Regions from separate parts of the Ovis canadensis genome. Here region 2 is linked to region 1. A link is a contact called in public Hi-C data. All regions are on one chromosome and are shown on one strand. The core of a region is the stretch at or near the end of the contact, and the rest is flanking DNA. Distances in the headings are between cores, read along the strand shown. Region 1 holds the start of IRX3 (iroquois homeobox 3). Region 2 holds the start of IRX5 (iroquois homeobox 5).

The links. A called contact is a pair of places that touch in the nucleus more often than the background predicts.
Region 2: a contact with region 1 is called in a Hi-C map of fibroblasts, with 4 times the contacts expected there. The contact joins the promoter of IRX5 here to the promoter of IRX3 in region 1. A contact is called at or near these places in 2 of 2 Hi-C or Micro-C datasets (fibroblasts and lung).

The regions. Positions count from the first base shown.
Region 1 is chr14:35,779,646-35,784,858 of ARS-UI_OviCan_v2, forward strand. It overlaps IRX3 (iroquois homeobox 3), which reads right to left and starts at 2,365. Exons shown (of 4, transcript XM_069552796.1): 1 at 1,542-2,365; 2 at 252-1,374; 3 at 23-89. The coding sequence starts at 1,808.
Region 2 is chr14:36,401,144-36,406,356 of ARS-UI_OviCan_v2, forward strand. IRX5 (iroquois homeobox 5) reads left to right here and starts at 2,319. Exons shown (of 5, transcript XM_069549858.1): 1 at 2,319-3,028; 2 at 4,093-4,498; 3 at 4,648-5,213. The coding sequence starts at 2,780. It overlaps LOC138418453, which reads left to right. Exons shown (of 2, transcript XM_069549855.1): 2 at 94-1,119. The coding sequence ends at 849. LOC138418454 (a long non-coding RNA gene) reads right to left here and starts at 822. Exons shown (of 12, transcript XR_011248586.1): 1 at 405-822.

The DNA.
Region 1 (5,213 bases), core at 1,115-3,614:
CCCCAGTTCGGGGGTCTCTTACCGCCTGGGCACCGGCTGGAAAGCTGTCTTGAGTAACTTTTTCTCCACTTCCAAGGCACTACAGCGATCTACGGGAAGCGGGGAGAAAAAGGAGGGCCTTTAGAGCGCTCGGCGACCCGGGCCGCGGGAGGCGGGCGCGGCGTGGTAAGCGCCCTGCGCTCGCGAGGGACCTGCCCGGGCGCGACCCCCAGACTCACCCCCTCCCTCCGAATCCTGCGCGCCGCAGTCACCTGTTCCGCCCTCGGGCTCCGCCGGCCGAGCGAAGGCAGCGGCGGCGGCGGCGGCCGGGTGGCCCGCGGCTCCGGGAAGTCCCAGCAGGTGTGGCGGGCCTGAGCCCAGCAGAGAGAGCGGGTGCGGACGTGGGCCAGGCGGCGGGCCTGGGAACGGCCGGTTGGTCCAAGCGGGGAACTTGCCCAGCGGCGCCGAGACGAGTCTGTGAGCCGCGGCGGCGGCGGCGGCCGGAGAGAGCTGCAGGGCCGAGGGCGCGACCGCTGCCCCGGGGGGAGAACCCCCCGCGCCCTGAGGCGAGCGGCGAGGGTTGTCCGGGCTTGTGGCCGTCTCGGCCAGGGACCAGATCTTGGGTTTTTGCAGGGCCGAGGCGGGCGCCGGTGCAGGAGCGCAGGGGTCCAGGCCCGCTGGGGGCGAGGGCGGAGATGGCGGAGCGGTGGCCACGGGCGGTGGCACTGGGGCCAGACTCAGGACGGGCAGCGGACGCTCCTCCAAGCCCTCGGAGCTGTCGTCCGAGTCGCTATTCTTGGAGTCTGAGATGGGTTCCAGGCCGAGGTCGCCGTCCCTGTGCGACGCCCCAGTCAGGGCCAGCTCGGGTCCCGCGACCGCGCCGTCTAAGTTCTCCAAATCGATCTCCTCGTCTTCATCGTCGTCCGCCAGGCCCTCGCCCCCGGTGTCCTCCTCCTCCCCCCCGAGCTCCTCCTCCTCCAGCTCCAGTTCGCGCTTGCCGTCTTCTTCATCCTCCTCCTCGTCTTCCTCCTCGCGCTCGCTCCCATAAGCGTTGCCCTCCTCGTCGGTGCGGCTCCGGGGCGCCCAGGTCATCTTGTTCTCCTTCTTGAGGCGCCGGCGCGCGTTGGCGAACCAGGTGGACACCTGGGTGAGGGTCATCTTGGTGATGATGGCCAGCATGATCTTCTCGCCCTTGGTGGGGTAGGGGTTCTTGCGGTGCTCGTTGAGCCAGGCCTTGAGCGTGCTGGTGCTCTCTCGGGTGGCGTTCTTGGGCCGGGACGGGTCCCCGAACTGGTACTGGCCGTAAGGGTAGAAGGCGGGGTGCGGGTGTGGAAACGCGGTGGCCGCGGCCGTATGCTGCACCCCGGGGCTGTCCTTCAGCTCATACTGCGTGCCCTGTACGCACATGGACAAGGAAGGGACGCGCGCGGAGGGAGCGAGGATGAGCCCCGGCCGTCGCCGCCTCCACCCGCCCGGCCCAGGCCGCGCCAGTCTACTGAGCGCGCACACCTCGTCCGGCGCCCCAGCTCTAACCCCCCTTCCGCGGCTCCCAGGGCACTTACCAGCTGAGGGAAGATGGGCAGCTCGGCGGCGTAGGGCAGGAAGGCGCCGTAGCCTTGGGCGGCTGCGGCTGCGGCTGCGGCCGCGGCGTAGGGCGCCCCGTACACGGACGAGAGCACGTTGGACAGGGACCCCGAGGCAGCCAGCTCCGAGGCGCCGGCTCCCGGGCCGCCCCGGGCCCCAGCGCTGCCACCGCCGGCGGCGGCCCCCGGGCGCTCGGGTGGGTAGAGCGGGCGGATGTACTGGTATCCGAGCTGGGGGAAGGACATGGTGGCCCGCGGGGCACGGACAGAGAGGGGGCCCTGCCCCCCGGGGCCGCCCAGCTCAGCGCCGCCCGCGGGCTCCGGGGCACATCGGGGGCTGGGCCCGGCTGCGGCCGCGCTGCCTTCCGCGCTGCGCTGCGCTCCGCGTTCGCCTATCGATCTGCTCCGGGGCGGCGGCGGCGGCGGCGGCGGCGGCGGCGGCGGCGAGGAGCCAGGTCAGGTCCGAACAGATTGGCGGAGATTCCCGGGGCTCCGGAATCTGATTGACATTTCTACGGGCCCACAAGCCCCTCCTCTCTGCGCCGCGCTCCCTCCTCTCGGCCGCCGGAGCTGCCTCTGCCCGCGCCTGGCTCCTCGCTGCCCTCCTCTCCCCGAGCAGTGTCGCGCCTCGCTTCCTTCGCCCTCCTCTAGTTTTCACTCCCCCTCCTCGCCCTTCCTCTCTCCTCCCCTTTCTGCGCTCCTCTTCCCCCCAGGATCGCTTCCGCTCCTTCGGGCTCTTTCACGCTCCTGGACTACGGAACTCTTTCTCGTCTTTCCCTTTCTCGCTGTTCCTTTCTCTCCCCTTTCTGTTCCCGTCACTCTTTCTTTTTAAAATCTATTTTCTCTGTACACACACCACACTCCCCACACTCCCATCCCCCCGGCCTCTGAGCTTTGGGTTAAGGCGGCCCAAACTTGTGGACACTCGGGGTGCCGTGCGCGGGGGGTAGGGTGGGGTGGGGGGGAGGGTGTGTGTGTGTCCGTATCTGTGTCGGTGTGTCCGTCCCCGCCCTCGCCCCCTCCCTCGCCCTTCCCCAAATCTCGGGTCTGACGTCGCGCCCTCTTATTCGACTTTTCCTCGCGTCTCCTTCGCGAGTCGCCAATCGCCTGGGCGCCCTGCAGGCGAGGCCGCCCACCCCGCAGAGAAGGCGCGCGGGGCGGGGCGGGGCGGGGGCGGGAGCCCCCGCGCAGCGAGTCCCTTCCCGCCCCCTCTGGCCCGCGGCGGAAGGGGGCGCGGGAGGCGCGGGGACCGGGGTTAGCACTGGGTCAGCTCACCCCTCTCGCTCTCGCCTCTCGGTGCCTCTCCCCCTGCCCCAGCGCGTGGGATCTGGGTCAGGACCAGACAGACCCTGGTCCGGGGCAGGCGCTGGGACTTTACTCTGCCCCGGCCCGCTTTCTAGCTCGCACCTCTAGACTCTCGGCCACTCTTAGTGGCTTAGGGAGGGGGTGGAAGAGGCGTGAGGGAAGTGGGGGCGTGTGCTTTAAGGGAGTCTTCGAGGACTGTCTCACTGCCCGGGGTGGGGCGGGGAGGCGAGGTAGCCCCCTTCCCAGAGGACTAAATCCTGCAGTTAACCACGTTCACGCCACGCGGATGTCAGGGTGCAGAATCCTTCCTTAGAAATGGCGTGTGTGTTGGGGGAGGGCGGTGCTGCAGAGTGGACACCTCAGGCATCCTGGGGAACGATGTCAGGGAGACGGAGCCCGCCGGAGCCCTAAGCCGGCGTGGGATGGGGCAGGAGCAGGGAGCCGGGTGGCGGAGGCTCCAGGAACTTTCAGCGAGCGCTTGGAAAAGTTAATATGCTGGAATTTTCGAGCCGTAGAGATTCTTCGTTTCCCTCCCCCTTCTCCTGCTCCCGGGGTCTCCGCGCCAACCTGTTTTCCTTCGGCAGAGGTCCTCCCATCCGCGGGGGTGGGGATGGGAGGCAAGACTTAAGTTTTACAGTGGAGTATTTCCTAAACCAAAGCTGAAATCTTAGAATCCGCGCGCCCACCTTCACAGGTTAGGGCGTGCAGCCGAGAGGAGGATTGAAATTCCCGGTATTGCGGCGACTCCGGGCTGAACGCTTTAGGCCGCTGCGGCGACCCACGCACAGGCCAGGCCAGCAGCAGGAGCGCTCCGGGACAACCCCCGGGCGGTGCCTGTCTTGGAGTTGCCCGTCCCGGATCGGAGGCGGAAAGTGGCTGCCTTGCTCTGATAGAAGAATCTAATCCGAATTCTAGAAGAGCGGAGGGATCGGAGAGTCTTGGCCCTAGCTGTCTCTGGTCTCAGTGGCTCCAAGGAGCCCCGCTGGGAGTCCCGTGGACACCCGGTTTTGACCTCGCCCCTATTCCCCGCCTCTTTCTACCAGTCTTCGTGTGGGTTGGCGCCTCGAGTAGACATGAAGGCCGAGAAAATTGGGTGGTGGTGGGGGGTATACAAGGGAAAGTTTTGGGGCAGCTAGGTTTGGGGTTCGATAGGGGAGAGTAACGTGCGGCCTCCTCAAACTGAGTCAGCCTGCTTCCCTGACCTTCTACTCACCTGCGTCTGCCTGGTGCCAGGTGTTGGCCTTAGCTGGAGTCTCCCCAGAAGAGGAGGTATCAGAGGAAGCTTTGAAATGTTTCCCCGGCGCCTGATTTCGTTTTCAGTTAACCGTCTCAGCCGAGTGGCATAGGGAATCACGGGCTCACCGACTCAAGAAAAATCTCAGGGTTATAAAATTGAGGGTAACGTTATTGCCTGGAGTGTTCCCTAAGTGTCAGACGCGGAGCCTCGACGGCCCGCAGACCTAGAGTTTGCACAAGGTAGACGCACCAGACCCAACCCCGGGGAGAGCCAAGAGCGAGATGCTGAAGTGGGGAGCCTGGGGCTGCGCTGGGCCCCTGTCTAACGCGCAGCTCTTCGAGAAGAACAGAAACAATGAACACAGGAGATGCTTCCTCCGCCCGCAGTAACTCGCTATCGACCTGGCTGCGCTGGACGGTGAGAGGCGGGAAAGAGGCCAGGCAAGGGGCGAAGCTGTGCTCAATGAATTAGCCACGCCGGACTAGGGGACCCATGACCCAGAAGACGAACCTCCAACCCAGATGAGGACTCAAGGACCTCGATTATTTAGAAACCTCCAGGCGCCCCAGGTCTTCAGCAGAACAGCCTCTCCGCTCCCCTAGTCTCCAGCGGAGACCCTAGCCCGGGCGGTCCGCGCCCCACCTCGGGACCCAGAGCCCTAGGCAGCCGAGCCCCGACGTGGCGCTAGCTCCCCAATGCCACCAGGCCAGTGGAATCCGACTCTGAACTGAACTCACGGGTCCAAAAACAGCCGAGCCTTTTCCAGGGAGTTTTAATCCAAGAGATGGGGTCAAAGTGACATTCGCACAGGGAGGAGAAGCAGGTGCATGGGAAGTTGATTTGGGAAAGTCGTGCGCGCAAAAACGCACACAAACCCTTTTCCACCATCTCGCTTTCTTCCAACGTTCCCAGAGCACAAAATGCTTCGGAGGCTTGCTGTAGACGCTCTCTCAACGCGGCTGAAGGTGTGGGGAATGAGCAGGGGGCGTCCACAGCACTGGCTTAGCGCGCACTCACTGCACCGCTCCCGGGTCTCACACTCGGAGGTGCGGGCCCGACGTGTGCCCAGGGCCGGTGTCCCGCCTGGCTCAAGGGCTGAGCGGCGCATT
Region 2 (5,213 bases), core at 1,069-3,568, 620 kb after region 1:
GTGTGTGTGTGTGCTTTGGCGGGGGGTGGGGTGGGGGGAGTGGGGGCTGCCCAGAGTGGCAGGATGATGTAATGAGGATGTCTGTGTTGACAGATTCAGATTCTCGGTGGCACAAACCTCCAGGGCTCCATTTCCGAGATCAGAATCCTGGACCAGAGCCGAGGGGGTGAAGTCGCCGCGCGTGGATGGAGGGGACCACGCCCACGCCCGCCCGCTGGGGGGACCGTCACACCACGAGAATCCCGCCCAACGTTCACGCGGCCCATGCCTACCGAGAGCCCGGAGGGGCGCAGGGCACCACCACGTCCATCCCGTCCACGGGCGGACGTGGACGCGGCTCGAGAGGCAGGAAGCCCGGCCGAGACGCAGAGGGTACGCGGTGGCAGGATGGACGCGGGGCTCACCTCTCCTCCGCAGCGCGGGAGCTTGAGCCGCGGACGCTCCCTCGTGGCTGGCGCGAGCCCCCGGCGGGCGGCGCGCGCGGGCCGCTACCGACCGTTAGCGCGAGGGGCTGCGGCGGCGGCGGCGGCAGCGGGCGGAGCCGGGGGCGGGCGTTGGGGAGCTGAAGGGCCGCAAGAGCGGGAGCGACGCAAGCAGGCGGGGACGCTCCTGGGCACTCCCCGCGATCACCCCGGCCTAGCCCGAGCCCCGGAGGACACTGCCCCCTTGGCTGCTGAGAGGCCGCCAGCGATCGCCTCCGCGCGCGCGGGGCTGCTCGGCCTCGCCTCAGTCGCGGCCGGTTCGCTGCCACCTCAGCTGGGCTATGCCCGCCACCGCCGCCGCCGGCTTCCCGTCTCCATGACAATAGGGCGCCGACGCCCCGCCCCGCCCCGCCCCCTCGGCGCCTAGACTCGGAGGGAAGCGGGCTCACGTCGCCGAGGGGCGGAGCCTATAGAGGCCAGCGTCCAATTAGAGGCGAAGGCAGGGAGGGATGGGGCCGGGCGATTTCAGAAGTTGTAGGAGAATATCCGCCTGAGGGGCGGGGCCTGGGAGAACTGACGGGGAGGAGTCTGCGCGCGTGCGTGAAGTCGCGCTGCAGAGTGCGGGTCTGGAGACTAGGCTTGTGTGCCAGACCCGGTTGGAACTTAGGAAATAAAAGTATCTCAACTGTCAGAGTCATTGAGGGAAACTTTGTGTCTAGGTATACTTCGGCTTCCGTGTGACTGCATTATAAAAGCCACAAAGTCCCTGATCTACTGGAGTGCCCAAAACTGTGCCAGCCCCTGTCCTGGTTCACCAGCGCCCCTGTCTGTCCCAGAGTTCGAGTGCTTCTGTGGCTTGCGGTGGCGCTGGGTGTAGAGACAGGCAAAAGGTCTATTTTGTATTCTGTGTGGCCTTCGTGGGCAAGGGCTCGGCCTGTGACTCAGTTGTGTTTGCCTTGCCAGCGCCTCGCTGAACAAACAGTGGTTGGGTTGGTTACTCCCCCGCGGACTGTTAGCGGTGAAGCGTGGGCGGGTGCGAGCGAGTGAGCGTGCGAACTGGAAGAGGACCCGCACTCTCCACCACCGTCACCACCGGCCTGGAGGGGCGAGCTGCCGGTGATGCAAAGCCCCAAGAAAGGGGCAGCGAGCCATTGTGGGAGAGGGCGTAATGGAGTCCAGAGACTTACTCCAGTGTAGCTGCTTCTCCTCCGTCTGGCAGCTCTTGCCCACAACCTCTCTAGAGAAAGGCTCCCCCCCGTAGTACTGGGTCCCCAGTGTCTCCTCCCTCGCCGTCTGGCGGGGAGTTGGTGGACGGGAGGCTGAGCCGGAGACGTGCAGATGTCCAAGGCCTGTCTCTCGCCCACCTGCTGCTGCTGGTGGAGGATAGTCACCCCGGACTCCCAGCGCCCTGAACGCTGGCATCCATCTGGGTCTCCAGCGCTCTCGTGGGTCCTTTAACTAGGGGGAGAAACCAGGGGAGGGTGGACAGCGATCCGCTTTGGAGCCCAGCCTCCTCGCGAACAAGAAATCCGCTAACTCCGCGATTTACTGTGGCGTAGAAAAAGCAGAGCGTTCGCTGGCGCGTGGTCCGCTGCCTCGTTCCCTTTGTGCGTCGGAACGCGGACCGGCCACCAGGGCCCGCTTGTGTCGGAACCGCCGCTCCTCCTCCCCGACTTAGCAGGGGAGGAAAGTTGGAAGAGATAGTCGCGCCTGGGATGTGATTGTCATCCTGGGGCCGGCGCTCGAGAGTCTGAGTGAGAGAGAGGGAGAGACCGATGAGGGGAGGGGGGGGGGAGGAATAAGAGGAGGGGGGAGAGGAGGGCCGCGGAGGAGAGGCGGGCGCTAGGGAGGGGCGAGGGGAGCGCCAGCGAGCGGGAGAGGGAGCCGGGGAGGAAGAGGGAGAGGACGAGGAGCGCCTGGCGGCCGGGTTGGCTGCGGCCGCCCAGAGGCTCCTGCCAGTCCTCCCACCGACTACACCCCGGGAAGGAGGAGCTTCAGGCGCGCACAAGGCGTCAGAATCCTCAATTTCCAACTTAGCATCTTGGCAGGACCTTTGCGAAGCCAAAAGCGGAGCCCCCCAGTGCAAAGAGCGAGGGGGAAAAAGAGAAAGCAACAAGGGAGGGGGGGAAACCCTGCCGGGAGGAGCGAGGCGCGCAGAGGAGCGGGCTCATCGGTCGCAGCCAGAGGCGCGCGGGAAGCCAGCGAGGAGGCGCCGCGGGCCGGAGCCCGGGAGCCGGGGCCCGAGGAGCAGCGGCCCGGGGCAGCCGGAGACCAGGTGCCCGCCCGCTCGCCCTCGCAGGGCGCCGCCCGGCTCGTTGGCGGCCGCGGCGCGGAGCGCCCCATGCCCGTGTGTGGCCATGTCCTACCCGCAGGGCTACTTGTACCAGCCGTCCGCCTCGCTGGCGCTCTACTCTTGCCCGGCGTACAGCACCAGCGTCATCTCGGGGCCCCGCACGGATGAGCTCGGCCGCTCGTCGTCGGGCTCCGCGTTCTCGCCCTACGCCGGCTCCACCGCCTTCACGGCGCCCTCGCCGGGCTACAACTCGCACCTCCAGTACGGTGCCGATCCCGCGGCGGCAGCCGCCGCCGCCTTCTCTTCGTACGTGGTAAGTGAGCGGGAGCCTGGGCGGGCGAGGGCAGCTGGGGCCGCGCGTGGCGGGCGGGGGTTGCGGGGGACACGGGCCTCGGCTTCACCGCGGACCGTCCCGCCGAGCCTCGCGGCCCCTGCGAACTTGGGCGATTGTCTCTCTCGGCTTCTCCCGGGTTTCGGGCTCAGGAGTTGCACGGAGAGGAGAGCCGCGTCTTGCTCAGATCGCTAACTTGGCGGAAGGGGTTTTTGGGGGGAGAGGTCGCTTCAAAGAGCAACATTTGGTTCAAACGTGAGCTCTAGGCCGTCCTGCACATTTTACTCTATTTCATTTTGGGGGGTTTGGCCATTTGGCGAAAAGTAGTTCAAAAGAAATAGATCCGAAATCTGAACAGAAGCGTGCTCGGTCTGTGTAAATGTGTTTGGCCTCGCCTTTAATTAGTCCTCCAAAATGTTGCAAATCCGTAATCCTATCTTCGCAATCCGATTTGGAGGTATTAAATTTCTGAAAAGTCGGGCGAGCTGCGGTGCATCCGGGATTTTTCGGCCGGGTGCACTTTCTGGAAAAGCGCCGTGGCTTCGGTTTGGGATAACACTTTTGGAGGGGAGGGGGTGCCAGGGACAAGGCTTGAATCTTCGTTTGCCTTTCTCTGGGGGGGAAAAAAATTCCTTGACTTCCTTTGCTCACTACCCTTGTTTCTACTGCGCAGCCACTCGGGCGCAGAGAGCAGAGTCGCCGCCGCTGCCCGGGCCTCTCTCTGGGTAGAGGGGCCTGGCCTCGGTGGCCGGATCTGCTCACGCGGGGGAGGACGTGCCCAGCCAGAGGGGGGCCTACCAGGTGCCGGGGAAGCCAGGACTGCTCCAAGAGCCTCCAAGGACTCAGGGATTGGCGGCCTCTGCTTCCTTCTAAGGAGGAAGAGGGGTTGCCCCCGGGTCTGAGCCCTCCAGCCCTACCCCAGGGGGAGCCTGAGTGCGGGCCTCGCTGCCCGAAGACCCCTGGGCGCAGAGGAAGTGTGCTTCGGTCGCCCAGGTGCCAACTGGGGACCACGGCCCACTCACGTTCTCTCTGCCCTTTCCCTGCAGGGCTCTCCCTACGACCATACACCGGGCATGGCAGGTTCCTTGGGGTACCACCCGTACGCGGCGCCCCTGGGCTCGTACCCGTACGGGGACCCCGCGTACCGGAAGAACGCCACGCGAGACGCCACCGCTACGCTCAAGGCCTGGCTCAACGAGCACCGCAAGAACCCCTACCCCACCAAGGGCGAGAAGATCATGCTGGCCATCATCACCAAGATGACCCTCACCCAGGTGTCCACCTGGTTCGCCAACGCGCGCCGGCGCCTCAAGAAGGAGAACAAGATGACGTGGACGCCACGGAACCGCAGTGAGGACGAGGAGGAGGAGGAGAACATTGATCTGGAGAAGAACGACGAGGATGAGCCCCAGAAGTCCGAGGACAAGGGCGACCCCGAGGGCCCCGAAGCAGGTTGGTGGACGCGGGAAAGGGTGTGTGGAGCCAAAGAGGGGCCTGGAGAGGGGGCGCCCAAGGCCTGGAGATTGGGGACAGGGCCTTTTGCCTTTGCGGGTGGGGACCTGTGGCCTCCGTGCCTCTGACCGCCTGGGTTTCACCCGCAGGAGGAGCAGAGCAAAAGGCGGTTTCGGGCTGTGAACGGCTGCAGGGGCCGCCCACCCCTGCCGGCAAGGAGACCGAGGGCAGCCTCAGCGACTCGGATTTTAAGGAGCCGCCATCCGAGGGTCGCCTCGACGCGCTGCCCGGGCCCCCCCGCGCCGGCGGGCTCTCCCCGGCCGGGCCCGCGGCAGCGCGGCTGGCCGAGGACCCAGCCCCTCATTACCCCTCCGGCGCGCCGGCTCCGGGCCCGCACCCAGCCGCGGGAGAGCTGCCCCCCGGTCCCGGAGGGTCCTCGGTCATACACTCGCCGCCACCGCCGCCGCCGCAGGCGGTGCTCGCCAAGCCCAAACTGTGGTCTCTGGCGGAGATCGCCACATCCTCGGACAAGGTCAAGGACGGGGGCGGCGGGAGCGAGGGCTCTCCGTGCCCACCGTGCCCCGGGCCCGTAGCCGGGCAAGCCCTAGGAGGCAGCCGCGCCTCGCCAGCCCCGGCGCCATCGCGCTCGCCCTCGGCGCAGTGTCCCTTCCCAGGCGGGACGGTGTTGTCCCGGCCTCTCTACTACACGGCGCCC